Linked DNA regions of Mus musculus: region 1 is linked to region 2. The links are chromatin contacts, called in public promoter capture Hi-C maps. All regions are on one chromosome and are shown on one strand. Each heading gives the region's core, a stretch centred on a gene start, on an enhancer-like site or on the middle of the called end of the contact. The rest is flanking DNA. Distances are from core to core; before and after follow the strand shown. Region 1 holds the start of Uty (ubiquitously transcribed tetratricopeptide repeat containing, Y-linked). Region 2 overlaps Uty (ubiquitously transcribed tetratricopeptide repeat containing, Y-linked).

Region 1 (3,904 bases), core at 154-2,653, 83 kb before region 2:
GGGAATTGAACTCAGGACCTCTGGAAGAGCAGTCAGTGCTCTTAACCATACCATGCAGTTAGTATCTGAGAGTAAAGTAGCAGAAGCTATACACCGTCTGAGAATCAATTCTTGTAGTGTAGGCTTCTGGAGTCCCAGAAACTGCTTTTCAAGTTAAATTGGGTGCAGGGAGGGAGGGGGAGAATAGGTCTAATTGTTTCTGAAACCTTTTGGCAGAAGGGTAAAAGATAAGTCAGATTGCCTGTTTTTTGCATCTTATGGCTTCCAGGTCTGCAAAGTGTTTTAGAAGCTTCCTAGAATTTTGTTATGGAAGCTTTTGAAAAGACTTAGACATGTTTTGTGGACCTGGTTTGGGGGTAGGGAATTTACTTGAAGAGGGATTAGGTAGTGTTTGCTAGCCAGTCTTCAATACAATTCAAGTTTAAGGTCATCTTAGATTTATAAATATTTGTGTTGGAGACTTGTGATACTGGTTTCTGAGATGGGGAACTAGGTTTCCTTGTGAAGGTCCAGGCCCAGTAAGTAATGGTAATACAAGTCAATTCAAAACTCCTGAGAACAGCAAAATTGGAACTTGTCTTATTATATTTTTTATTATTGTATTATATATAAATGAATGCTCCTCTTACAAAGTGTTGGATCATATTTACAAATTTTAGCTACAACAACCAAAAGGTCAAAAGAAATGGTATTGTTCTCAAATGGTTACTGCATCTTCAAAATGCAATGAGGGATTCCCCCGTCCTTCCCCCCCCCCCGCCCCCTCACGTCACTCCTTGCCCCCGCAGGGATAACCTTTGTGAGGGACTGTTCATTCACTATGATCTGTTGTTTAAGGACAAAGTCATGTGACTTTTATAAAGTTTTTTTGGTTTGATGTGGTTGAGTGGATGGGTAATTAATGAGTTTAGCTATGGTGGTGACAAAAAAACACGACCCAGTTACTCATTGAGGATGATTTCAATTTTAGCTGAATACATTTTGTTTTCCCAACGTGTGTGTCATTACTTCAAGATCTTAATTTTAAAGTTTGCTAGAATTAGTATTAAGGAGCACCGATTCTGGGAACTTAACAGAAGGTGTTCTGTAAGGCAAGAGGAAAATTTTTTTTTTTAACTATTTGGTCTCTAATTGGCTTTCATGTGCCCTAAAAACCGATGTTTGATGTATTTTTTCTTAGTGCTCTTTGTTCCTTGTGAGATCAGTATAGCAATTAAATGAAAGGGTCTGGATATCTAGTGTGGAATAAGAAAGAGTTACAAAGCATACCTAAAACTAATTTCACTGTGGTCGGTAGGTAGAGCTCTTAGGCTGACATCACGAGCTAGCGAAGTAGCAAGTTTAGCTGCACTGGTGATGACGCAAGTCAACAAAAGTCACGTGGGATAAAACGGTTGCTTCCATTGGAAAGCCTGGCTTTAGGGAGAGGTTATGGACGTTACGTGCGGTTCACACTGACGGTATTATAACAACTTTATGCGGATGCTAGCGAAGTTTGATATTCTAAGAACTTCGCTTAGGTTCTGCAACAATGAGTTCTTCTTGCGTTCACCATCTGCGTGGTAATGTGACCAGATAGCCTCTGCCGCTTTCTCCTTTGCCAGTTTCCATGAAATCTTACGGATTATCTCTCACTACTGCTGCCCTAGGTAATGAGGAAAAGAAAATGGCGGCGGAAAAGGCTAGAGGCGAGGGCGAAGAGGGGTCCTTCAGTCTCACAGTCGAAGAGAAGAAGGCGCTTTGTGGATTAGATAGGTACGCACTGCTAATACTTACAGGTTGTCTTTCTCTCTCCGGGTTCAAAAGACTCTCCAGGAGGCCTGACTGCATCTTGCTTGCGGTGACGACTCGCTTTCGCCTAGCACTGTTAACAATGTTTTGGGAGATTTTTTACTGATGTCTTTCTGTGATCATTAACAAGAGCCATGTATTTCTTCCACAGCAGCTTCTTCGGGTTCTTGACCCGATGCAAAGATGGCGCCAAGATGAAGACGCTGTTGAACAAGGTCAGCAACTGTTTAAACATAATTACTTATATTTTTCTCCTAAGCTTTTCACTGTTCCAAGCCTGGAGCCTCTCCCTACTCTGAAAGTGCTCATTATAGCTTTTAGGGATCTTTGAAACTTTTTTTTTCCTTCCCCGTTTCTCCTTTCTTGGCTTACTTTCCTGATAGTTTGAGGCCCTGCCTCAGCATACAGCCCAGAGCACTGCTTATTTTGCAGTTTTTCTGAGGTCAGCTATATCCTCCAGTTACTCATCTCAAGTTATGAGAAGACGCTTGGTTGTTGCAGCCTCTTGTGATATACACACGTTTTATTATTTTCCCATAAGGGACAAGTTATAGGTAAGGAGATAAAGAGTTTCCGTACTTAAAAAGAATTTTTTACGATGCAGTAGTAATACTATGCAGAAATAATACTGAATTCCAGTTTGGAATGTTAATTTTTTTTTTTTTTTACTTCCTTGTAGTTTATTTTCCAGAGAGTGAGAGAGCACACGGCATTTCCTTTGTGAAACTTTGCATTGTCATTTAGTTATTGGCTGCTGGTATCAATCAAGATGGTGGGAAATAGAGGGAGGAGAGGGGAAATGAAACAGTTTTAGAAAGGAAACAGGGTAGTTTTACCAAGAAAATATTAAACCTAGCAAGTACAGGTTAATGAAAAGTATTCCCCATTACTTAAAAGGAGAATTATCAAGTCTTTTTAAACCTTTAAAAAAAGATTCTTAGCCGGGCGGGGTGGCACATGCCTTTAATCCCAGCACTTGGGAGGCAGAGGCAGGCAGATTTCTGAGTTTGAGGCCAGTCTGGTCTACAGAGTGAGTTCCAGGACAGCCAGGGCTACACAGAGATACCCTGTCTCAAAAAAAAAAAAAAAATTCTTAAAGGTAACATATTTAGATACTTGTAAACCATAGCAAAAAAAGCACAGATCTGTGACATACATACTTGTTACCATTATATAGTTTCCGTTCTAATGAAAATCAGTGATTATAAACTTGATAATTTCATACCACCAATGAAGTATTAATAGTATTCTTTTTTGGTTTTTGGAGACAGGGTTTCTCAGTATAGCTCTGGTTGCTATACAGTTAATAGTGTTCTTAACATATATGTGTATATATAAATTTATGTATGTATGTATATATATATATACATATATATATATGCATATTATGCACACATAATTTTTGGTTTGGTTTGGTTGTGAGCCTAGCCTTTAAGGACTGAGTCCAAGATTTAAACACTCTTCAGGTGATATGTATAGAAACATATTTCTGTTTACTAGTAGGTTGCTAGGTTTCTGGTGTACAGTGGGTAATTTTAAATTTGATGTTAACCTCCACACTCTTTTAAGATTTCATGGTAAAAGCTTAAAGAAATGATTTTGTCTAGTTTTTATTTTTATTTTTTAATTTTTTTTATTTTTTTGGTTTTTGGAGACAGGGTTTCTCTGTATAGCTCTGGCTGTCCTGGAACTCACTTTGTAGACCAGGCTGGCCTCAAACTCAGAAATCTGCCTGTCTCTCCCTCCTGAGTGCTGGGATTAAAGGCATGCACCACCACGCCTGACGTGGTTTTTAAAGATATAATTATTTAACTATATCTTAGCATTTCTTTTTTTTTTTTAGAGTAGTAATTCTTATATTATAAAAAAGACTTGGTGTTGAATGTATTTTTGGAGTGACTACAACAACTATGTGTGATCCTGTTTGTCCTAGAACTCACAGACAGAAATATCACTTTCTCTGCTTTCTCATTGCTCATTGCTAAGATTAAAGCCCTGTTTTCCTAAAACTGGCTTCTTTTAAATTTAATAATTTTGTATATATTCATGTCTGGAAGTTATAGGACAAATTGTGGAAGTCAGTTTTCTTCTTCTATCATGTCAGGGCTGGAGG
Region 2 (4,027 bases), core at 336-2,835:
TGAGTTGACAGTTAATATCATTCATCTGGATGTTTTAAATCAGTGGAATAAATACCTAGGTATCTTGGCCAAGCTAAACAGTATAACTGTTTAATTTTATAACTTTACCAAACTCTAGTTTAACTTAACATTTTGTATCCCACTTTCATGATGGACACACTATCTCTAGAACTGTTGACACTGTTTTGGAGTTCAGTGATGCTTATTAGGGATCAGTGACATTTCACTATAATATTTTAAATATTTAATTTAATGTTCACTCACACATGCATGTTATATGATCTGATTAAATCTTCCTTCTACCTCCATTGAGAGAGACACTCACTCCAGAAAAAAATTGGGACTGTACAATACAAGCCTCTCAAGTTGATGTGTATAAACAGGATTTCCATTCCAGCAAATATGTTTTCCTTTTGGACATCAATTTCTTCTGGCTCTTCACATTTGGTGTTCACAAATGGCTGGTTATCATCAGTGTGCCACATATGGCAGGTTGCCATCAGTGTGTTTACACATGGCAGGTTGTCGTCAATGTGGCACACATTGGCAGACTGTCATCAGTGTGGTAGTCCCATAAATAGCTGAGCTCATCATAATATCTTCTTCAATGCATATCCACCAGTTGTGGGGCCAGGAGTGTGTTTTCTTTCATAATCAGCTACCTATACTCCACTAGATTGTCCTAATTTGTTGTTGTTTTTGGTGGTGGTGGTGGTGGTGGTGGTGGTGGTGGTGGTGGTGGTGGTGGTGGTGGTGGTGGTGGTGGTGGTGGTGGTGGTGGTGGTGGTGGCGGTGGTGGTGGTGGTGGTGGTGGTGGCGGTGGTGGCGGCGACGGTGGTGGTGGTGGCGGTGGCGATAGTGGTGAGTGTCTCTCAATAAGTTTCTAAACAAAAGCACCTGAAGTTGTTGTAGGAAGAAATGGTGAGGGGAAAAGGGAGGAATTGGAAGGAATGGAATAGATGTTGATTTAATCAGATATAATATTCAAGCATGAGTATTAATTATTTAATAATCATCTACTGCAAAAAAAAAAAAAAGAAGCTCCTCTGATGAGCATTGATTGGGGTTATACAATGGATATAAAGAAATGATTTGCCAGGGCTATACAGAGAAACCCTGTCTCGGGGGTGGGGGTGGGGGGGGAGAAAGGAAGGAGATGAGAGGAGAGGAGAGGTGAGGGGAGGGGGGAGGTGAGGGGAGAGAGGGAGAGGAGGGGAGGGGGGGAGGGGAGAGGGGAGGGGAGGGGAGGGGAGGGGAGGGGAGGAGAGGAGAGGAGAGGAGAGGAGAGGAGAGGAGAGGAGAGGAGAGGAGAGGAGATTTGCATCTTGTGCAGCAGGAATTAAGTTCAGTCAAAGAGAAGTTGGGTGTTCATACATTATCTATATCCATATTGTTTTCCTAATCTTGCCATTCTAGCTATGTTGTAAATTTCATGTTTCATAGCTGGATATCATAGAAGAACATTACAGTATTGTCAAAGCTAATCATTACAAATACAACTTGCCTGGTCTCTACAAGATTGATTGCCCAATTTCCTGTGACTCAGATGTAATGTTTTTTCAGCAGTATTGTCTTAACTGTCAGTTTCTGGAGAATAGCTATATGCTGTGTCAGCATGTATAGTGTTTTTGTTTGTTTTGTTGAGTCTGATGGTGCTATTGCAATGGAATACAATGACCAGCAACTCAGAGAGGTAAACCATACTTGGAACTGGTCTTTTTAAGCCATAGTTCCTGGGTAGGTATTGATTCCCTGTTTTAATGTTACTCTGTTTGGTTTGCACATGGGACTGAAAAGGTCTTTAGTGTTATTTATCCCCCAGAATATTCTCTCTTTTACCATTCCCTTACATTTCCACCCCACTTAACCTTTCCTGTTCTGTTATTCTGCTTTTCTCCTTTCCCCTTAGTAACACTTGTGTTCTGTACCCTTTTACTTGAAATCTCTTTTCATGATCGCTTATTAGTTTCCTGCCTTTTGTAAGTATTTTAACTGAAGCATGTATATCTAAAAAGTCTAACCTAGCATCCACAAATAAGGAAATCTGTGCTGTTATTCTCTCCAGGTCATGGTAACTTTGTTCAAAATAATTTTTCCAGTTTTTTCCTTTTAAATCTGAGTTTCATATTTTCCACTTTTATTTTACAGTGAAACAATAGTCATTTGTGCATATGAACTGCATTTTTATTATCTGTTATCTGTTCATTTAGTAATGGTCATCTAGTCTGTTTCCTACCCATTGTGGCAACAATGTACATGGATGAGTCTTTTGAGTAGATCCTAGATTAGTTTCTAGCTTTTTTTGAATACCCTCTACCCTGATTTTCATAGTAGCTATACCAGTTTGTATATTCCATCATCATTTCTCTTTACCTGTACCCACCCAGCATTTGATGTCTCCTTAAAGTTTTATCCTATGCTTTCTGATTTAGATTAAGATTAAATCTGAAAGTACTAATTATCATTTCCCCTGCTAGCTAAGCATGTTGAACACTGAGAAGAAATATATTTTGGCCACATGTATTTATTGTTTTTAGAAGTCTCATTAACTTCATGCCCTATAATCTTTGCCCTTCTTTTTCTTCCTAATTTTTATTATTTTAAGTAATTTTAGATTTAAATATATTTTGAACATGTTCTTCCCATTTCCCAATTCCTTCCAGATTCTTTACCCTTCCATATCCATCCAACTTTAAGATGTTCCTAACCAAACAAAAACACAATACAAAACAAAACCCCTAAAACCAAGAAATCAAAATATAACCCCCTACTCAAACAAACAATAACAGAACCAAATTGTAGCCAAATAAGAGCATAGAGACAAAACTGTGTAGTGCATTATATATTGGTCAACTACTATTCAAGATGAGAGAGACCTTTTCATTACTATTTATAAACCCAGTGCCACTCTGTTGGACAAAACTGATTTTTTTTCTCTTCCAGAATTTACTAGTGACAGTTCATTTGTTACTCTTTACCTTGGGGGTAGATAGGTATTCATTCATTCTTCTTGTAAAAAAAATGTAAGAAAATTAAGTATAGTAAGCTAAAATAAGAACTATTACATCAAAGTTGGACAAGGCCATCCAACAGAAGGGAAAAATCCAAAGAAAAGGCATAAGATTCTGAAATCCACTCTTTCCCACATTCAGGACTTCCATAAAAACACTAAACTGGAAACCATAATACATACACAGAGAATGCCTGCATGTAAAAGAATCCAAATAAATTCATGTCCTAATTTTTACTTGTCTGATTTTCTTAATGTTTAGTTATCTGAGTTCTTTGTGTATTTAGCTGATAAAGTATTTTCTCATTCTGAACCTGCCTTTTCATGCAAATAATGGTGTTCTATGCTGTATGACTGTAAGTCTCATGCAGTATTATTTGTCAGTTGTTGTCTCAGTGCTTGTTCAGTAAGGTCCTGTTCAAATAGTTCTTGTATATTTTCTATTGCTTTTTCTATCCAGTTCAAGTTTGGGGATGTTACTTTGAGTTTCCTGATTCATTTGAAGTTGAGTCTTATACAGGTTGAGAGATAAGGACTGAATTTCATTCTTTCTTCTACAGGAGCTGTCCAGTTTGACTAGCACCACTTGTTGAAAATGATACCTTTTCTCCAGTGTGTATGTCGAATGTTAAATGTTTGCACATTTTTTTGTCGTTTCTGGGTTCTTGAAGAACCATTATCCTTTTTATGGTTCTCTCCAAGTCAATGTGTCAAGGGTAAAAGTTATAAAAAAAAGCTATAGCTGAGTCTCTGGCCTCCTTACAACAGATAAAAGATGACCACATTTTGTAAACTAACTTCCTTCCTTCCTTAATGTATGAGTTCACCTTTGCTCTCTTCAGACATACCAGAAGAGAGCATCAGATCCCATTACAGATGGTTGTGAGCTACCTTGTGGTTGCTTTGGGAATTGAACTCAGGACCTGGAAGTTGGTGCTCTTAACTGCTGAGCCATCTCTCTAGCCATAGTAAATTTCTTCAGTGTTGTTTTCCTAATATTTAGCTTCCAGTGTAAAA

The links. Promoter capture Hi-C pulls out the DNA fragments that hold promoters and counts their contacts.
Region 1: a contact with region 2 is called in a promoter capture Hi-C map of the HPC-7 cell line. The contact joins the promoter of Uty here to the enhancer-like site in region 2. A contact is called at or near these places in 9 of 39 promoter capture datasets (the HPC-7 cell line, cranial neural crest, frontonasal cranial neural crest and 4 more), 2 of 484 Hi-C or Micro-C datasets (granulocyte-monocyte progenitors and muscle stem cells), 2 of 115 datasets of contacts at active chromatin or transcription factors (the 230-238 cell line and embryonic stem cells) and 3 of 9 other capture datasets (adipose tissue, liver and macrophages).

What each region holds. Positions count from the first base shown.
Region 1 is chrY:1,243,258-1,247,161 of GRCm38.p6, reverse strand. It overlaps Uty (ubiquitously transcribed tetratricopeptide repeat containing, Y-linked), which reads left to right and starts at 1,403. Exons shown (of 27, transcript NM_009484.3): 1 at 1,403-1,755; 2 at 1,943-2,006. The coding sequence starts at 1,610.
Region 2 is chrY:1,160,774-1,164,800 of GRCm38.p6, reverse strand. All of the region lies in intron 14 of Uty (ubiquitously transcribed tetratricopeptide repeat containing, Y-linked), which reads left to right. Among named protein-coding and RNA genes, the nearest start is that of Uty, 83 kb to the left of the region's middle. Within about 2 kb of position 1,585, at least 1 of the 459 cell types and tissues checked has an H3K27ac peak or open chromatin away from gene starts, as enhancers often do. A contact at or near this core is called in the HPC-7 cell line, where this site is marked.